Regions from separate parts of the Anser cygnoides genome. Here all the other regions are linked to region 2. The links are chromatin contacts, called in public Hi-C maps. All regions are on one chromosome and are shown on one strand. The core of a region is the stretch at or near the end of the contact, and the rest is flanking DNA. Distances in the headings are between cores, read along the strand shown. Region 1 overlaps LOC136786604 (a long non-coding RNA gene). Region 2 overlaps LOC106036150 (a long non-coding RNA gene). Region 3 overlaps HSF2BP (heat shock transcription factor 2 binding protein). Region 4 overlaps HSF2BP (heat shock transcription factor 2 binding protein). Region 5 holds the start of SIK1 (salt inducible kinase 1).

Region 1 (4,038 bases), core at 348-2,847, 160 kb after region 2:
ACTTCCATATTGCAGCTGTATGGAAAGGAAGCCTCACCTGAGACATCTCAGCATGCAATATGAGCAGGAGCACTTGGCAAGGTGAGCTCCACCTGCCTCTGTACTGCACCGTGCTGCGTGGCAGCCCTCGCTGGCCTCACAAACGAGAGGAGCAAGGGGTTGGGGACAAACCAAGGACTATGCACAGTGGCCTGGCTGATGGACTGGCCTGCTCCAGGCAGGTCAGCGAGAAGGCAAGCTCCGCGTCACTCACATTTCGCAGTACATCAACCTTACTCTTAATTATGTCATTCCTGTAGAGCATGTCATTCCTCCTGCTTCTGAGCGGGGTGAGAGGGCACAGCCTATGGGAGGATTAAGCCTCGGTCCCTGTAGGGATGCTTAGTCAGTGAACCCGTGCTTCTCATTACATGCTTCCAACCTGCTGTCATTCAACAGCCTTGTGGAAGGGTTTACAAGCTTGTGCTGTCTCAGAAATTTCTGCTTGTTCATTGCAGCTGTTCTCGGAGGGGATGCTTGTTCCGAGTACGTCTCTCATTGATACCACAGCTAATTGCATCTGGAGGTCAAAAGGAAGGTTTTCCAAAGTGCTACCATTGCGAATCCTGCCTGCAACCTCAGAGTCAAGCCAGGCTACTTACAGACCCATCGCTATCACCGGTAACTAAAAAGCTGCAGATACAATTTAGATAACGATGTGAAGCAAAAATAAAAAGCACAATTCCTTTCCCAAGAGCTGTGCTGACACTGGAAAGTAAGACATGTAAATAGTAGAAATTGGCCACCTGAGTAAAAAGAGCGTTGTATTCATTGATTGCTTTTGGACCAGAATGCTAACGCTGAATCCTTTTGTTTGACCATCTAGATTCCAAAAGTCATGCTATTTTATTCAGCTGGCCCCTACCCCCTTTTTTTTTTTTTTTTGTATTGAGTCCATGAATTTATATTTGACTGAAGAAATTACAAATCCTAAATTCTTGGCTTCAATTTTCTGGAAGGCAGCTTCAAAGTAAGCGTTGACTTGCTCTCTCTGTTTTCTGGATACTCCTGCCTTTAAATTTCTAGCAAAGACACTGTCATTTCCATCTTGTTTCTCTAACACCCAAAGCAAACCTGTTTTTGTTACAGTCCAAAGTGTAGGCAGGGCAATTAGGGGGAAGAAATGTTGCTGTTTTGTATCACTATCAAGAACTCTGCTGAGGATGAGAAGCCAGGGACCTGATTCTTGCAGCAGAAACAGATTCAGAGCTGATTTTCCACCTCTTGGTGTCTCCCCCTCTTTACAGGCTAGCACAGGCTCAAGCCAGAATAATTAGGATTAGGGTGAAGGGAGATACTGGAAAAGAAGTGATTTCATCTTAGTGCAAGGGCTTCACACCGGACTGTCTCCCACTTGAGCTGATGTGCTAAAGGACAGAGCTGTTTACCCGTGTGTGGTGAACTGATTTACACTGGGTACACAGCCTGCATCCCAGAAGCGTCCCTGATCTGGGACAGCTGCCCAAGAGGCTGCGCAGGAGCACAGAACGTGGCTCAGACTCCCTACCTGGCTGACAGACGAGTAGCCCAGCCACTACAGCAGTTGCCCTGTTCGGGTGGGAAGGATGGGCAGCACCAAAGAATAATGGGTGGATTCATACCAGATTTATCCCAAAACCTCAGGACCAAATCAGTCTTCCCTAAGAAACAAGCTCCCTTTTCAAAAAGAAAAGTGAGTTGAGGTCAAAATCTTGCATCTGAAGCAACATAACACGAAGAATAGCCCGGTTTGGTTGGCATCCGGTGTGGTTTACCAGCGGTCTCTTGGTCCGGGGGAGGAATGCAACATCCCGGACGCCTGCACAACTCAAAGGCCAGCAAGCCCTGTCGCAACGCCGCCTGGCAGCGCGGTCACATTACATGGGAGCATGCCACGCAGAAAAGGTCATGCCCTGGGCTCCACACCAGCCTGCCCTAGTTGGAAAGCGGGTTTTTGTACGTGACACCGCATCTGCCTTGCTCCGGAGAACTTTGATCAGGCTCAGCTGCTCGCCACGCAGGGCAGATGTCACCCAAGTGCCCAGCAGCAGTGGCATTCCCAGCAGGGAGGTGCTGAGCAGGGAGCACAGAGAGGGAGGGCTCGTTTCTTAGAAAGAGGGGAGGAACAGGGTGCTCCGGGTCTGGGCATCCGGCGCAGGGTGTTTCACAAACACCAGACCCATGTAAAGTGAGCTTGACCCCCTGAGGGTGGCGAATAGCAGCTGACATCCCTTGCAGGACAACTTCTCTTGCTCTTTCCTCCCCTCTGGGTCTTTCCTAAGTTGCTGCAGGCTAAATGTAGACCCACGGGGGGCTGGCAGACAGTGGCAGTGCCTGGCAGTGCCCCCACGGATACAACCAGTCACATTTGTGTCCTCTCCATCTGGTTCGAGTTAGCGTGCATGGCTTAAAAATCAGAGAGCTGTGCCCTTCCAGTTGCCAACCTCCATGAGATGACTTTGTGTCCCTCACCCATCCAGTAACCTACGGTTTCAATGGGGGCTTAATTTTGCCCCATAGGGTGATGCCTTGCTGTTTGGAGCTCATGTCTCTGCTCATCCCCATCCTGCTTTGACAAGAAAATGCTGTGTGACTCGCAGTCATGCCACTTTTTCATGACTCAGTTTCCCCCTCGATATCTAAAAGGGGCAGAATTTGAAAATGCACCTTCCCTTTCTTTGTGAATGTCTTTGATACAGAGATCTGAAGGACAACACAAGAGCTAACGTTGACCTACACTTCCCTTTACTGTGTCCAGACCTATTTAGTGCCTATTTATGGCAACCTGGTCATTAGCACTAGAAGAACAAATCCAGTACAAAGAAAGCTTTAAACCACTGAAGTGGGGTGTGCCGGGCTGTCAGAACAGCTATTGTACATTACTTTCCTCCTTGCCCTATCAAAAGACAAAAGCTTCATTTGATGATTGAAGACACAGAGAAACCAGAATAGCAATGGGGGCTCCTCCTGCAAAAAAAAAAAAAAAAGGAATTCCGTGTTTCCTAAACCCCACATTTCTCCTTTCCTCTGCACTGCTCTGTCCCCTTGGGCCTCTCCACAAGGGGACCAGAGCAGAAGTCCTCCAGCAGCTTCCAGCTCACCTCTTGAAGCCCCTCAGGTCAGTGCTGGGCTGTTATTCCAGCAGTGCCAGAAGAGCTTGTGATTTGGACGTGTTTTGTTGCTCGGTTTTCAGGCAAACAGCTGAGCAAGCAGCTGATGTGAGATGTGGACAGTCTCTTTGTCACACAGAGAGCTGCTGCCACTTGCTGGCATCTTGTCATGTACATTTGAAAAGGATTTTCCTTCTGCATTTCTTCCCATGGAAGATTTCAAGGGTGAAAACACCTTGAAAGGAGGCGATGTACCTCCTGCTGAGCCTGGAGGTTTCAGTGTCCCTCACCCTTCAGTATCTCTTAGCACCCTTCTATTGCACATTTCCTTTTATTTTCTCCCTATCCCTATTCCTGGACCAGGGCTGCTAACTTCTAGCTCTAGAACCAGGAAAAGTCTAGGTGCCTTTGTCTCACTGAAACAGAAATGATGAGAAGACGTGGGTTAACCAGATCCTTCAAAACTCTCCCTTTGACCTACAATCAGGCTGGAATGGGTTCAGGTATGACCAACAGGTGAGACTGCCGCAGGAATAAAAAATAAGAATCTTTTTGTGAAAACATAATGTCCTGGCGGGTTTTCATTTTAATGAAAACAATTTTCATAGCAGCTTGATAACCATTGAAAACACGTATGGCAGCCACTGTACATATGCTGTGTATATGTTTTGTCACTACATAATTTCTTGTCTTTCATTCAATTCCTCTTCAAAAGTTCATCTGGCCTACACTGCCTGCAAAATAGCAAACTAACTCCAGTCTTGACCAGTCCTAGAGACCCACAACTCTGTTTAAACAACACCGTGGAAGACGTGGGTTTAGTAACATTTTCCAGCTTGGGTGTGATGGAGATGGAAATCCATGCCCTCCTCAAAGAGGCACCGGGTTGGGCAAGTGGATGCAGAAAGGA
Region 2 (3,574 bases), core at 508-3,007:
TGTGCCAGATTAAATTAACAATAAGCCAGGCACACCTGGGCCAGCCATCATTTGGGTCGTTTTCTGTCCCCTCATGTGTGGCACCCCTGGGAGGGGGGCAGGTGCCCTGCTCTCTTTCTGTCCTGAGAGTGGTGATGAGCCCAAGCGTCCCCCTCCATTAGATGGCAGCCCCAGGAGGACTGGTGAAACTCTGTGCCTGGAGGATGGGTTTCGTGGTATTTTGGACCTGGTAGGTGGGTGCCCTGGGGAAAAGTCGGGGTAGCACCTACTCACATGGCGGGGACAGGACTGCTGACAAGTCCTGGTGGGGAGACAAATCTCTTGGACAAAGTCCCTCTAGCTGGAAATTCAGAGAGTCCTCAGGGAAAGCCCAAACTATCCCCAGCAGTGAAGAAGAGGTCCCAGGGCAGAAGACAAGGTTGTGCCCGAGTGGAAAACCCCTGCTTTCCCCAAGGGAAGGACTTGTTCCTTCAGTGCTTCCTTCAGTTTCCTTCAGGTGCCAGGCTGGAGCGCCGCTGCCTCGTGGGTGCAGACTACAGTCTGTTGTGGTTCTCTGTTTATGCATGTTGCTTTCAGAGTATGGAGGGTCCCCTTTCCAGCCCTGCCGGGAGAAGAAAGATGCCAAACCCCGGTGCTGCTCGTGCGCTCACAGGGCCCGGATTGTCCCCAGATATGACATCAGGTCACCCATCAGGCACTCCCAGGTGCGGGAGGCAAGGCTAAGCTTTAGCCATGTATCTGCAGAGCCCTGCCCAGCCACAATTTCCCATTTTCCCCAGGGCATCTCTGCCCCCGAGTGCTGCCAGGGCTCCGTCTGCCTGTGCATGCCCTGTGGGTTATGGCTGCGCCCGTGGTGGGACTACGTGGTGGGAGCTGCCAGGCACAGCATTGCAGAGCAGTGGCGGGACACTGTCTGTCTGGAAAGTGGAAAGCCTTCCCTCCAGAAACGTATGGGGTGGAGGTGTATGGGAGCCAAGGGAAATAGGAGGGCACTGAACAGCAACTGGCCTCGTGTTAGTTCCAGCTGAATCAAGGCAAGAAAATAGCCCTGCAGGCAGTGCTGTTTATTAAAGCTTCTAATCTCGAACAAATACGTCCAGGTTGCAACAGGAAGCCAAGAAACACGTCCCTCTTACCAAAAACAGAGCGGTCTGGTGACCTTTTGGTGAGCCTGTCTTCATGCAGTTGTACTTTCTGTTGGTCGGTAGCCATACAAGACACCTGGCTCTTCCTTTTCCTCGTGTCTGAGACAGCATCTCTCCGTCAAGACAATAAGCAGTTGTTTCCTCCCCCTTCTTTCCCCTCCCCGAGTGGCTGGGCTCGGCTGGTTCTCAGGACACGTCCCCGCTGACTGCTAAGGGGTGACAAAGCCGTATTGTTTTTCAGCTGAGGAGAGAGCAACGAGCGCACCTTCGCCAGCACCGAGCTGCTGACACGAATCAGGCGATCTCTTTACCCCAGTCCGTGCGGGTACAGTGACACCGCCGTGCCGGGAGGACTGCGGGACCCGGCAGGCACAAACAGATCCCGCTAAGCCTTGCCAAATGCCAGGGCCCCCAGTCGGAGCTTCCCCGCTTTAGCTGCAGCCGAAAATAGCCCTCCTTTCCAAACGACGGCCCTGCCTGGGTACGTGGTGTGCCCATGGTGCATGATGAGGGGGTTATTTATTGTCAGCGTGCCGTGAATAGGGCCTGGCGGGGAGAGGGAGGGCGGCAAAGCTTATTCCTGGGACTTTTAACACCTGTTACTGAGGTAACCATTGCGCACGCACGCACCAGAGATGTCTGGAGTCATCAAGGTCTTCTGTAACACTTCCAAGCAATGTCCTTCCCGCGCCCGCAAGCTCGCTGGCTGCCACCGACCCTGGCTGGCTTTCAGCTCTCCTGATGGACCCTGGTTGTACATTTACCCTGCGTGCAGTTTGCTCTTGCTTGGCAACAATGCTCCCCTCTGCATTTAGGAGGCCGGCAGTAACGTGAGATTGCTGGCTCTTGTCCTATAAGAGTCAAAGCCACGGGCAAAATGCAGAAGATTGGGCAGGTAAAGCAGCGGCTGTGAAGCTGGAGACCTGTCCTACCGCTGCCCTTAGGAACAGGGCAGGGATGTGACCACAAGGGTCACCCCGTCCAGTCCCCTGCTGTTATGAGCCACCACATAAAAGCCCATCCTGCCCAGCAGGGTTCACAGAGTATTTTTTCCCCTTGCCTCACTGAACCGTGGACCACAAAGCACTTCCTGACCACCCTTGAAGCCAACTTGGATCTCTAGGGCACAAGATCAAAGGACACAAACTGCTACGCTGCACGGTGACGGCAGGCGAGCTCCGGGGTCTTGCCAGCATCCCAGCAGCTTGGCAGGAGAAGGATGTTAGTGAGATGAACATGCAGGGAGAAATCTGCAGAGGACAAACCCTGGGAAACCTGCTCTTGGGTTGCTCATGTGTTTTGGAAGTCTCTGAGAACTGTGGGGCAGCTGGAACAAGAAGTGCAATGCACAGCTAAGAAAGGGCTTGGTGTCAGTTTGTGAACGGTGAGCCCCACGACCCATGTATTTTCCAGTCCCTTTGCTTGCTCTTTGCTGGGATGTAGGGATAGGATTCAGCTCACCTAACTTCTGAGGTCTACAGAGTAGACGTCTCAGTCTAAGCTCACAATGGAGACAAATAGCCACTTAATGGGCACTCTTCATATAAGCCATCTCCATCAGAAAGAGAGGTATCGCTGCCAGAATGGGCTACATCCATTGCCTAGGAGGCACGCTCAGGCAAAGATATTTGCGTTGCAGACATCTACATCTCAGCAGCTGAATCTGATCCAAAACACCTACCTGGCGCTGAGGAAGAACCAAGTTCAGAAGACGTGCTGGAGGACGAGGCTAGAGCGTACTTTGTTTTTCATCTGTGCCCCTTGATCCCTTCCTGCCAAGTGAGTGAGAGCTGGGCTCTCCCTCTTCACAGCATCAGCTGGAGCTCAGCTGGAAGGTATGCCCAAGCACAGCCTCATATGGAGCCCCTGTGGTGGTGGAGAAAGCTGTAACAGAAATACAGAAATATATATACTTTTTTTTTTTTTTTGAGCATTATTTCCTACCATGGAGAAACAAATCTGGACTTGGAAATGGGGTTGGACACATTGTTCTGGTCTTGAAATGGTCTCAGAGTAAATGAGTGCATTTAGAGTCGTAAGTCCTCTGTGTTTCTCGCTTTAATCACAGTCTAAGGTTACCTTGTGCTTTCCAAGTGAAAGACATTGGCTCAGGTTTGCTGGAGACTTGGCCCCGGTTTGACTGAAAGATCTGTGAACCTCCCCAAACCTTCAGTTTTGGCTCGCTCATTTTATAGGCTTATGATGAAGCGCAAGAAATTCATTGCTGCATTTTGACGTGCATCTCATTTACGTCAGTGCAAAGTTTGCAAACGTGGATCTAAAACACTGGCGCTGGTGTGGAAGCACTCTGCAGTCCCTTCGTCTGTAATTCTCATCATTAAAGAGAACCTGACTCCGGGTTTTCAATTTCATCTTGGATCTCCTTTTCCCAGATGGTTTAAAGCACGTATTTCCATAGGAAAGACACC
Region 3 (3,926 bases), core at 374-2,873, 180 kb after region 2:
CAGCCCGTTGCTAATCCACCTCGTGCCGTTTCCTTTGCAAGGGCTGCTCACTCTTCTTCCCCACGTCCACCCCAGCAGTCCATGCTCTGAGCACCTTCACCCTCAGTCGCCCCTGTTACCCCCTCTCCAAATTTTCTCTCTCCTTCCTCTGGAGTCTGCATTATTTAAGGTGATGCCCGCCCCTTTCCGCTACCTGCTGTTTATCTGAAGGCATCCCTCAGATGTCCTCCCAAGCTTCTGGCCTTTATTTTTCCTCACACGAAACTCACTGCCTTATCCTCATCCTTACAGTCACTGAGGGACAGTAGGGATGGGCTTGGCAACCTTTCCTTCTGATGGTTTTCCATGGGAAATAGATTTCCCTGTTCGGTTTCTGCTTTTGTTTCCCTGCTCTGCTCCGGGAGCCAAAGTCCCGAGACATCCTCCCAGAGAGGAGGCGGCCCCAAAGGAAGGAGGTCCGGCCGCTCACCGAGGCTGGCGGCACAAAGGAAAAGCCTCTCCAAAAGCCTCTTTGCGCCTTTGTGCTGCGGAGGGTGACTCAGAAGGCAACCCTAAGCAGACCGTCTGTGCAAGGTGTGAGAGGACGTCACAGGTCCTCCAGGTCTTTCCTTCCTCCTCCTGCGGCCCTTTGCTTGCGAGCAGGTCTCTTCTCAGGCTGCCTCTGCCCGGGTGTCTGGGAGCTCAGCAACACCTGGGATGAGCGTCGCAGGAGGAGGGAGCGATACTGAGTGTTTTTCAAAGAGGAGCTGGGGCTCCTCTGAAGCGTTTGAGTCCTCATATCAGAAGCCGGTTGTTATCACTGTGGGGAAACGCACTTGAGAGAAGCCAGCTGCAGTCAGGGACCACGATAGCTGATAGCTACAATACAGGAGGCTGCGTGAGTTTTTACGTCAGGGTCAGGAGCTTCTCCTCTGGCCCGTACCAGCCTCTTCGTGGTTCCTGCCAGAGAAGTCCAGTGTGCAGAACGGAGGTAAAAGACGGGTGGGGAACAGGGTACAGCTCATCCAAAGACCGTTCTTTCAGAGGTGTATAAACGCAGCCTGTGTCGCCACGATGTCAGATGGCAAAGCTCAGTCACCCAAGTAAAAGGGAAAGTTACAGGGTGCTTTGCCAACAAAAAGAAAGAAAAAAAAAGTGTTGAAGTGGCAACAAACGATTCGACCAATAACAGCAACAACCTTTCAGCAACTATTCAGGCACTGGCTATTCAGCCAGCCGCTTTTGCTGCCATTTTTATTAGCCACATAGGATGGAGGTTATACGACCCTATCCGGGTAACATTGTTAAACCAGGAAAAGATACGACAGCAAAACAGTTTTTCTGTGGCTTAATTAAATGGCCTCGATCCAAACTCCACTGAAGTCAATAAGAAACCTTGCCACTGCCTTTAACGACTTTGCATGACTGAATACTCCCAGCAGGGCTTTAATAGGAAAAAAGAGTGAAGTTCAAGCTGCAAAATACAAGACAGACTCTGTACAGCAGGAAAGCTGCTGACATGCTTCCGTGGCATAGGTAGCTCTCACTGATGGGAGAAAGGGGGCTCTGACCTGATGGGAGAGCTGTGGGGATCTGCATCTTCGTTTTCTCTCTGTGGACTCAAGGAGCCACTTGTGATTTACATGAATAAAATATATTTTTTTTTTAATTATAAAATGTACGCTGTCAAAGGGCCAAAATGCACCTCTGTACGTCTGGGAGAGGTAGAGTGTGCTGACACCCAGAGCTTGTTTTCTTGCTGTGCCAGATCTTGATTATGCTGAAGCGAATGGAAACACTTCCACAGAGTTCAGCAGGACGGTGATCTCCCCAGGAAGGGCTGGCACTGTGCAGGGCACACTGTTGCACACTCTGGACTTGTGTGCCGTGCTTTGCAGACTCCTTTTTGTAGATGCTTCTTGTTTATAAGTAAAAGTACTTAGATTAACGTTGCAAAAACAAATAGTCTAATGTTGTTACATTTTAAGGGCACATTAACTCGAAAGAGCAGCCAAGTTTGTTGACTAAAATGATTTACACAACTCTAAGGCCACTAAACAACTATTTCTCAATGTCTCATCAGCAGCGCAGGGGAGCAGGAGCTAAAAATGCCGCAGCTCAACAAACAGTTCTGTGTTCCTGCTGTTGATAAGTACATGATGTTTCTTTGTAAATAAAAGGCTGTCAGGGGTTGCTTTAATTTAAAAAAAAAAAAAAAAGGCAACACCACAAATAAATAACATGAATAATTTCTAGGCATGTACTGTCCTCTTTCCCTCCTTTCATTTCCCTCATATGACTCCATTAAACTATCCCCAGCAAATCCTCTGCACTATGCCCAGGGTTCCCAAATTACCTTCAAAGAGGCGGCTGTGTGGCCAAGAAGCAGCCCCTAACATGGCTGATATAACGCGACAGCCCTTTGGTTGGCAGGGACAGGAATGCCCACGTGCCAGTAAACAGCATTTACATGAAGGGATCATCCAGAGTGCCCAGGTTGCCTGAGAGATGCTGAACATCCTCCACCACCAAGGATGTGGAAGAAATTAGTTTTTTTAGAGGTCCCCGTCTAATGCCCATTGCAGGTGGACATTGATTAACAGCTCAGTCAGGATTTCTACTCTGCCAGTCAAAGGCAAGTGCCCAGGTGCCTCGCCAAGGAAGCCGGATAAAGTGGAGATGTTTTTTAACAAAGCAGGCGAGGGAGGTGTAAGACAAGCAGATGGAAACTGAATTCAGAAAAACATTGTGCTAGCAGGCATCTAATAGTGAGAGCAATCAATCAAGGAGCTCATTACCAAGGGACACTGTGCAATCCCCATTTCTTGATGTCTTTACATCTAGAGAGGCAAAACTGTCCTAACAGGGCACTGTTCAACCAAAAGCTGTCATGCTTGATTTTAGGACCTGAAGGATAAAATCCAAAGTCTTCCACCGTACAAAGGTCAAGCAAAGTGAGGACAAAGGATTTAAAAAAAATTGAAGACTATGAATGGAGCCATTAAAAAGCCTCGAAAAGTTTTTTGTCTCTGTCAAAAACGTAGGAGAAGCAGGATGGGAGAGCATGTTTTGCAGCTGAGCCGCAGGCAGGGAAAATACCAAGAGGCACTGCACGGCTCCATCTGGTTTGGTAATTTCTTCGGCCACGGCTGCCAAACAACAAAGACATCCTCGCTGATGTGTTGACTCCAGCAGGTCTAGTGAAGCATGAACCCTGCCAGCTTTCACAGCTACAGAAAGAGATGAGAACCACTGTTTAATGTCATCCAGTCACATAAAACATAAATATGTCCTAACGGAGGTATGCAAAGCACTCGCCTTACTTCCTCTGCTACGCCAGCTCAGAATGTGTTGTGCTGCTGCAGTAAAAATGGTCAAACTACTGAATGTCAGATCTGGGGCGCACCTCTCCTATCTTACACTGTCTGTCTTTTCCCTTGGATTTCCATCTGTTCTCTGCAGGGAGCAAGAAAGCCTGACTGTAAGTAGACAGACGTCTCGCAGACTTGATTCTCACTCGGGTCCTACATCCTTACTGCGCGTATTCATTACACAGCTCTGTTCTGCCACACAAAGACGTCTGGTCTTCTGCCTGTGATACGGTTATTTGCCAGAAATGATTTCAAATAGAGCAGACAATGAGCCTGTTACTTAGTTTTCTGATAATTTTGTTCTGTCACCCTGAGCCAAAATGATAACATCGGTGCTCAAACAGCTCCTACACAGATGCTGTCTGAGACCCGTTCTCCTCCTGGAGATTTGCTGACCGGCACAAGACAGAGCAGGAAAACATCGCTTTGAGAAACATTTGGCAGTATCTCCGGGATGCAGGGATAAGACCACGCATTGAACTCTCTTTACATAAACACCAATAGGGGATAAGTCAGAACTCTTGAAATCGGTATGTCACCTTATTTCAACATCCAGCTAAAGTTTGATGTGAAAGT
Region 4 (3,697 bases), core at 300-2,799, 230 kb after region 2:
GCTGTGGGTGCCCCATCCCTGGAGGTGCTCAAGGCCAGGCTGGATGGGGCTTTGGGCAGCCTGGTCTGGTGGGAGGTGTCCCTGCCCATGGCAGGGGGGTGGAACCAGTTGGTCTTTAAGGTCCCTTCCAACCCAAGCCATTCTACAATTCTATGATCTCCAGGAAAGGAAATAATGTGAGAGTGGGAAGCCTGCTGTAATCACTGTGATCTGCACTGTAAGGTAATGCATTTCATTTGAAAGAAAAAAAAGGTCACCATACACTTTGAATTTTGTACAGAGTCCAGGCTTCATGTCTCCCAGGAGCTGCACCATTGTGTCCAATAATTCACGACTTGAAGTAACCAGGAACTCACGGCCACATGCCAGCGCAGCCACATCTGTGAGAGAACACAAAACATTACTATAAAAATTCATGTTTCAAACAAAGTTTTATGCTAATTATAAGGACAACTAAAAAAATGTCAGCTGTGAAGAATGAACTATGGCATCTATATAAACTTCAAATTATAACCATCTACATAGCAAATACTGAAGCAGCAAATGATACTGATTAAACTCCTTCATAATTCTGCTTTGATAATTCAAATATTTATTCAGGGTGGCCAGTATCCTAATAGTAACACAGTGAATCATGAAACAAAATGTTGGATTTAAGCAGTTCTAAGCTGACATCTGCAAGTAATGTGGGAATGAAGCAAAGCTGATCATCATAGGTTCCGTTTTACAAAAATGAGATTGCAGATTGTTTTACAATCAGTCAATCCAATGTGCCTGGCACATTACACAACTGAAACACTTGTGAAAGTCTACTCAAAAGTTCTTTTTCTATTTCTCTGCAGGCACTGCAATATTCATGCACAAACCAAAAGGCAAAACATTTCCAGAAACTACTGCTCCAAAACATATTTTCCTGAAATGTTTTTCCTTATGCTTGCCCCATAATTCAGGGCATCCTTATATGCAAGAGGTATTTTCCAGCAACCTTTATCATGCTGAAGTTTCAGCAACCCCTTTCCTAAATTACAGAGACAAAGAGAAAAATCTTGGCATTATCAAATTCAGTGGAAAAATTTGTATAAGCTTCTGTGAGGCAAGATTTCATTCCATCACAGTGATTCCTGCTCAGGCAGAACACCACCATCCTTCCCCATCCAAGCCTTTAAACATTTTCTTTGTTCAGACATTACTTTTGCTATGATTTTTTTTTTCTTTTTCCTCCTTTGAAGCTATGAGAGAGAACTGGATTACACCTTTACTTGGTACAGTGGCACAACGTGCCACATACAGTGCTTTATTATAATCTTTAATGGAACCACGACACCTAAAATCACACATTCAAAAAAGCTGTTAATGCCCGATTCCCTTACTTGTATAAATACCCATTGTTTCATCTATCTTACATCATGACATTACCTAATGCCATTTTGAGAGCTGCACCATTTCACAAAAATGCAGCTGACATATCTTCCCCATTTCTAATAGCCTTCCAAGTCAAGGGCGGCCATACTAAGACAGATGTGTGGCTTCCTACTTATTTCCTGACTCTAAAAATAAGTATTTAGTATGGAAATTATGGAAGTTAGGTTTATTAACTTTTACTTTTCTTAGCACCATGGAATTGGGAGATCTAGAAGACAGTGGAGTCCACCTGGCATCAAGAAAATTCTCCCACAGTTTGAAAATGCTGAACACATACCTTGAGGTGGCTGCATCATCTGCAATTAATTTGAGATTAGTACATCTCTAAGATGTTAGCATTACTGGTGATTCAGAAAGTATACTGCTTGACATTTACAAAGTAAGGTGAGTACACATGATGGGTAAAATGGCCCTTGTTTTACCTGAGATTGAACAGAAGTTCAAGGACTTTCAAAACTGAATAGTTTTTATACATCTAATCCTGAACTATGCTCCAGAAAGTACAACTCCTCACAGACTTGCCGAGTGACAAAATCTGTTAGAACTTTAAAAGAATAGGAAGTCACCAAAATACCAACACTGGCTAAATACCTGACTTCATAAAGCTGTAATTATTGCAGTACCTATATGGCAATGTGGAAATTCCCAGTGCCTACGGAATGCTATTTTGAGAGAGAACATTAACTCACTTGTTACAATCCCTGCCAAAGCTAACACAAACTGGTTTTCATCAGAATCCAAATCCTGCTGTTTCATGTCTTCACTTAATGACTTCACAAAGCTCTCCATAGTCTGTGCAGTGATTGTAAAAAACTTTGCTGCTTTGCTCTGCAAGTGCGGAGGAGAAAAAAGGATTATGCACACTACAGCAACAATGATTATTAGATGCTACAGTAAACTGGACAATCTGCAATATTACTAAGACATCCAGTCTCCTCACAAGACAGCAGAAAACAGCAGGCACACACTAAGTGATGTGTTTAATCCTCTAATATTAGAAACCATTATCTCAGGAGAATACGGGAAACTACTCAATACTACATTTATTTGTAAAACTATACTATTGTGTATTGACCTTCTAAACCCACAATAATATGTATCAAACAATAGAATTAATGCTTAGTCTCAAAACTGAGGACGTTATCTTTTTGTTTTGCAGCAGTTGCATGAGGTGTTTCATATTCACATTTCAGAACAGCCATGGTCAACACCCTATCCAGCTGAAGACTGGACAGCTGCCTAAGTTAGTGGCTTGACATGAATTTCCTAAGAAAACCAATGAAATGCCCAGTAAATAAGCATTTGATTGGATCTTAAAAGGATTCGTGAATTGCTCAATACAGGATGGAGAACAAGAGGCTACACAGAAGTTCTTTGGAAAAGGAAATTGAGGTCTCTTCTGGGTCACAGGTTGAATTTTAGTCAGCAGTGTCAGAAGTATAGCCCATAATTACATGATGCAATCTTCCCCATGCAGCACAAGACCTCAGCAGGAACACTGCTCTGTTTTGGGGTATCTCAGCTGAAGAACCAACCAACCAGCACAAAGTTCAGAGCGGATCAAAGAGCCTTGTCAGAGGTGCAGGCAGAACCCACAGAGAAGAACTGAAAGAATCATTTCTGCTTATTAGTAATTCTGACCTGTAAAACATTGCTGAAACACTATTTCCCACAGAGAATTCTGGTTTTTGTAAAAAAAAATAGCATAACAGGAAGCCCAGATTTCCCAGTGCATTTAATAATTTTGCTAGTCGTTTCATGAGAGAGCTGAAACTTCTAGTAATTTCCTGCAGCAACCCAGTTAAGACAGCCAGACAGTTCAAGAAAGTGCCTAGAAATTACGATCATTTTGTGAAATTCCGGAACATCTATTCATTTTGCAAAGTGACTGAAAAATTCAGTATTTTATCAAAACCACTGTCTTCATAGTATGTACAAATCTACTGATACCGTTCATTTATTCCTCCATTGCTGCACACTGACCACATCAAAGACATGTTTTGGGAGGAAAGGAATACAGTTCCTGTGGGGTGATTTCAACAACAGGGAGTAAAAGGCAGGGTCAGCCAATACTCCATTTCTTCACAAATTAAATTGTGGTCCCAGACCAACAGGAATAAAGGGATCATGGGGAAAGAGAGGGGAAAAAATGCACGTTGCTTGCTCCGGATGTACTTTATATACTTATATGGGCAACGTACCTCCAAGAAGGTCATTTTAACATAAGCAGTGATGACTGTTCAAGCAGCAAAGGACGTTAAAGAAAGTGAAGGAA
Region 5 (3,826 bases), core at 376-2,875, 130 kb after region 2:
AATCAATTTGCCAAATAGTCGTCTAATTACCAGAATCTTGTTTAAAGAATGATGAGTGACTTAAAAAAAAAAAACACAAAAAAAACAGTTTTTGTAGAAAACTCTTTAAGTAAACTATTTCAATTTGCGTTTTCTCTGCAAATATTTGATGTAAAATCATGTGCAAGACACGCGTATGTCATTTGCATGCTGTGCTTCAAAGCCGACCTCTTACCTGGTATAGCTTGATAATGTGGGGATGATTCAAAAGCTTCATTATCTGAACTTCTCTATAAATCTTCTCCAGGTTGCTCGGGTCTAACCTTGTTTTGTCTATTATTTTTATTGCAACCTGCAGATTAAAGAATTAAGAAAATAAAACAACTCCAGGCATTGCAAAATAGGTATTCCTAGAAAAAAAAAACAAACAAACACAGCACCGCATGCAAAACCACACACAAACTCACAAAATCCACGTAAAGTAACCTCTAAAGTACAGTCCCGACAAAGCTGATTTTTCTGAACTGCACTGAATTCACGACAAAGCGTTTTCATTTTTCTTTTCTACGTCAAAGGATTACACGTAAGGTAGCAAACAGAACTGCAGAAATTAACACTGGGCAGGATTCGGTAAATCTTTTAATCCACCCCATGCTAGCGAAAAACTGATTTCTGTAACAGGCTGTTTTCTACTCGAGCGACCGGTGTGACTTTGACATGTACTACACATGGAAATACAGCTGCTTGCCCATTAGGAAATCATCTCCGCGAACGCCGCAAGTTCTTTGTTCTCCAAATGTACGTGCTGAATGAAAAAATTAAACCTGTCTAAAGAGTTTAAGAGTCCAACAGACTGAGGAGCTCTTGGAGAAGTAGGAGGGATGGAGAGAAGGTATCGTGGTAGTTGGCGGTGTTATTTTTGATGTGTTCTTGCTTTAGTTTTACACCAACTCCGTGGGGCACGGGCTGCTGGTACTGCGGTGAGAAAGCACGGAGTTCGCTGCCGGGCTTTTCACCTCCCGTGCCGCTTTCTTTTGTTGTGTTTGTAAAGAAAACGCCGTCTGGGCTCTCCCCTATCCCCCTAGCCGCACTCACCTGCGTTTTGGTCACCCTGTGCCGGGCCAGCTTCACCACGGCGAAGTTGCCTTTCCCCAGCGTCCTCTCGATGTCGTAGAAGCCGACTCGCAGCGGCCGCTGCTGGGCTGGCTTGGCGGCGGGCACGGCGGCGTACTCTGACATGATCACCATGGTTCAGGCGGGCGGCGGGCGAAGGCACCGCCGCGTTCAGGACGGCAGCATGGGCGCTGCACCTGCACGGGAGACACCGGAGTCGGTCAGAGCTCCCCCCTCGCACCGGCGGCCGCGGCTCCGCCGGGCGCCTCCCGCCGCCGTACGGCGGCGGGAGGCGCCCGGCGGAGCCGCGGCCGCCCCGCTCCCCTCACAGCCCTCCGCGCTCCCCTCACAGCCGCGACCGTTGGTGCGCGACCGTTGGCGGGCGGCCGTTGCCGCGCCCGTACCTGGCGCGCGCTCCCCGCGGCTCGCGCCGGGCTCTGCCGCCGCGCGGCTCGGGTGTGAGGGAGGGAGGGAGGGAGGCAGGCAGCGCGCATGCGCGGCGCCGCGGGGGAGGGAGGGGGGCACCCCGCGTGCTCCCTCCTCCCTCCTCCCCCCTCCCCTCCTCCTCCCCCCGCCCCTCCTCGGCCCGCTCCTCCTCCCCCGCCCACCGGCGGAAAGCCGAGCCGGGCCCCATTGACGTCACGTTTGACGCCAGAGAGACGCGCGGCCCGGCGCGGGGCTGGAGGGGAGCGAGACGGCGCGGCGTTGCCGGGCAACGGGCGGCGCTGACGCGCGCGCTGATGGAGCCGTCGCCGGGGAGACGGGGGGGCGGTGACGTCAGGGAGGGAGGGGAGGGGGCACCTGGGTCTCCGGCCCGCTCCCCGCCCCGCCCCGCCCCGCCGCTGTCACGTGACGCCCGCCATCTCGCGGCGGGGTCGCCCCCTGCCGGCGCGCGGCCGTTAGCCGCCGTTAAGCGCCCGTTAGCGGGCGAGGCGGGCGGCGGTGGCGAAGCGACGAGCCCCTCGCCCTGCCTTCCGCCTGCACCTGCGGAGGTGGCGGCTCGGCGAGCGGGGCTTGGAAGCGGGCCCTTTTGCACCCCCAGGCTGAGTGGGGGTCCCGAACGTGCCCGCTGGGCTCCTCTCGAGGCTCGTTGCCAAAAGCCAAGTGGCAGATGCCTTCAATAGAGTTCAGTCTTCACACAAAGTGCAGTCTTCACACCAAGTTCGGTCTTCAAAGTTCAGTCTTCAAAGTTCAGTCTCCACACAGCGACCAAAGTTTGCGCGCTTGGTCTCACGTTCCAGCTAAGCCTTAAAAATGCGGCTTGGTGATGCCTGGCGTGTCTGTTACTCAGCTTACTCTCTGTTAGGGTCAGTCCTAGACTTTTTTCAGACAAGTAATGCCCCACTCTGTGACCAGACTCCTGACCAGAAGGCTGTTTGCCTTAGTCTGAAGTCCTTTTCTGACCGTCATCGTCACTAACACACCGGACACTTACCTTCCACCCAGCAGCTACCACCGCTACAAATGGATGAGCCAGGCTCCTCGCAATAAAAATATGAGTTTCACGGGAGGGGATATAGCTCTGCGTCAGACCAAACTTTGCAAAGCAATTTATATGTTTTTTTCACCTGTAGCTGATGGTCTCCTTAAGGCCCTTGAGTGATTTCTGAAGGGCTCAAGGTGGACCCCCTATGGGAGGAGAGCCAACGTTGTTAGCTTTTTTGTATTACTGTTATTTAAGATTTACACTGTGAGGACCTGATGAGAAAAATGTGGTTTATATAAATCAAATTACGTGATACACAAGCTGTGTGTCATAAATATGAATGAGAGAGATCTGTCAGCATGTTCTAGTGAAGCAAACCGGACTTTCTCTGCTTCTCTTACCTAATGAGTTATATTGCTCTTGTCGCCCTCAGTAACTTGGCTGCTAGGCCGGTTATGCTGCAGGATCCTTCATCTAGAAACGCGGAGAAGTAACACCTGAGCACCTGCAGGGCTTGAAATGAAGGTGGTAGAGAGCCGTGGCTTGCAGAGCTGGTGGCTAGGAGCCTGAGCACGGGCACTGCTTGCACGGAGGCACTGGTTTGGCCCCGGTCGTGGGACTCCTGCCATTTGGTGTAAGGGGGTAATAGCATACAGCCTTCCCTGGCTATCGTAACGTTCAATTAGCGCTTACACAGTGCTTTGAATAACTCACATGAAAAGCTGGCTTATTATTATTATTATTGTTATTTTTAAGCTAACAATGTATTCTCCGTGGAGCTCACGAAGAGGAGGTGACGCACAAACAGCATATACAGTAGCAACTGCATGTGAACAGTGCCCCAGGAGTTATAAAGAAAAAAATTACCTTAATAATGGTTCCTCTGCTGTGGTGGGATTTTCCTCCCTTTAATTATAGTTGCTGTTTTCATTTCAAATTGATTAAGTGTTTTAGGATGGCAAACAGAACCAGGCTTTTTAGAAAGAACACGCAAGGCAGACAGCCCCAGCTAGGAAGGTAACATTTTTATTTCTTTTTAAAGGACTCTTTTTTTTTTCTTTTTTTTTTCCTTCCTAAATGGGAAGAAGTGAACTGGATTTGGTGTTCTGTCTAATATCTCATGATTTTTCCATCCTAAGGAGTGGCAGACACCTGTGCCATGGGACTGCCTGGAGATTGTAAGACGGCACCAGAGGGTTAGAATCCTTGATCCTGGTTTTAATTACGCGCATTAGATGGAAGAGGCAAGAAGAACTGGCAAGTGTTGCTGTCTGGGGAAGGTGCTTATGCAGATCTGCCTCTCTAGTC

What was found. A called contact is a pair of places that touch in the nucleus more often than the background predicts.
Region 1: a Hi-C map of liver shows a contact between it and region 2, with 19 times the contacts expected there. The contact joins two enhancer-like sites. A contact is called at or near these places in 2 of 7 Hi-C or Micro-C datasets (both in liver).
Region 3: a contact with region 2 is called in a Hi-C map of liver, with 7 times the contacts expected there. The contact joins two enhancer-like sites. A contact is called at or near these places in 2 of 7 Hi-C or Micro-C datasets (both in liver).
Region 4: a Hi-C map of liver shows a contact between it and region 2, with 2.5 times the contacts expected there. The contact joins two enhancer-like sites. A contact is called at or near these places in 5 of 7 Hi-C or Micro-C datasets (fetal liver, granulosa cells and liver).
Region 5: a contact with region 2 is called in a Hi-C map of liver, with 3 times the contacts expected there. The contact joins the promoter of SIK1 here to the enhancer-like site in region 2. A contact is called at or near these places in 4 of 7 Hi-C or Micro-C datasets (granulosa cells and liver).

What each region holds. Positions count from the first base shown.
Region 1 is chr1:118,157,159-118,161,196 of Taihu_goose_T2T_genome, forward strand. LOC136786604 (a long non-coding RNA gene) reads left to right here. Exons shown (of 2, transcript XR_010825739.1): 2 at 1-733. Among named protein-coding and RNA genes, the nearest start is that of SIK1, 27 kb to the left of the region's middle. Within about 2 kb of position 1,598, at least 1 of the 3 cell types and tissues checked has open chromatin away from gene starts, as enhancers often do. A contact at or near this core is called in liver, where this site is marked.
Region 2 is chr1:117,995,399-117,998,972 of Taihu_goose_T2T_genome, forward strand. It overlaps LOC106036150 (a long non-coding RNA gene), which reads right to left. Exons shown (of 5, transcript XR_010825681.1): 3 at 2,827-3,029. Among named protein-coding and RNA genes, the nearest start is that of CRYAA, 26 kb to the left of the region's middle. Within about 2 kb of position 1,758, at least 3 of the 3 cell types and tissues checked have open chromatin away from gene starts, as enhancers often do. A contact at or near this core is called in liver, where this site is marked.
Region 3 is chr1:118,179,343-118,183,268 of Taihu_goose_T2T_genome, forward strand. It overlaps HSF2BP (heat shock transcription factor 2 binding protein), which reads right to left. Exons shown (of 11, transcript XR_010825697.1): 11 at 1-3,209. Among named protein-coding and RNA genes, the nearest start is that of SIK1, 49 kb to the left of the region's middle. Within about 2 kb of position 1,624, at least 1 of the 3 cell types and tissues checked has open chromatin away from gene starts, as enhancers often do. A contact at or near this core is called in liver, where this site is marked.
Region 4 is chr1:118,221,417-118,225,113 of Taihu_goose_T2T_genome, forward strand. HSF2BP (heat shock transcription factor 2 binding protein) reads right to left here. Exons shown (of 11, transcript XR_010825697.1): 5 at 2,112-2,250; 6 at 263-380. Among named protein-coding and RNA genes, the nearest start is that of HSF2BP, 15 kb to the right of the region's middle. Within about 2 kb of position 1,550, at least 1 of the 3 cell types and tissues checked has open chromatin away from gene starts, as enhancers often do. A contact at or near this core is called in liver, where this site is marked.
Region 5 is chr1:118,130,192-118,134,017 of Taihu_goose_T2T_genome, forward strand. It overlaps SIK1 (salt inducible kinase 1), which reads right to left and starts at 1,626. Exons shown (of 14, transcript XM_066979568.1): 1 at 1,497-1,626; 2 at 1,075-1,289; 3 at 215-331. The coding sequence starts at 1,227.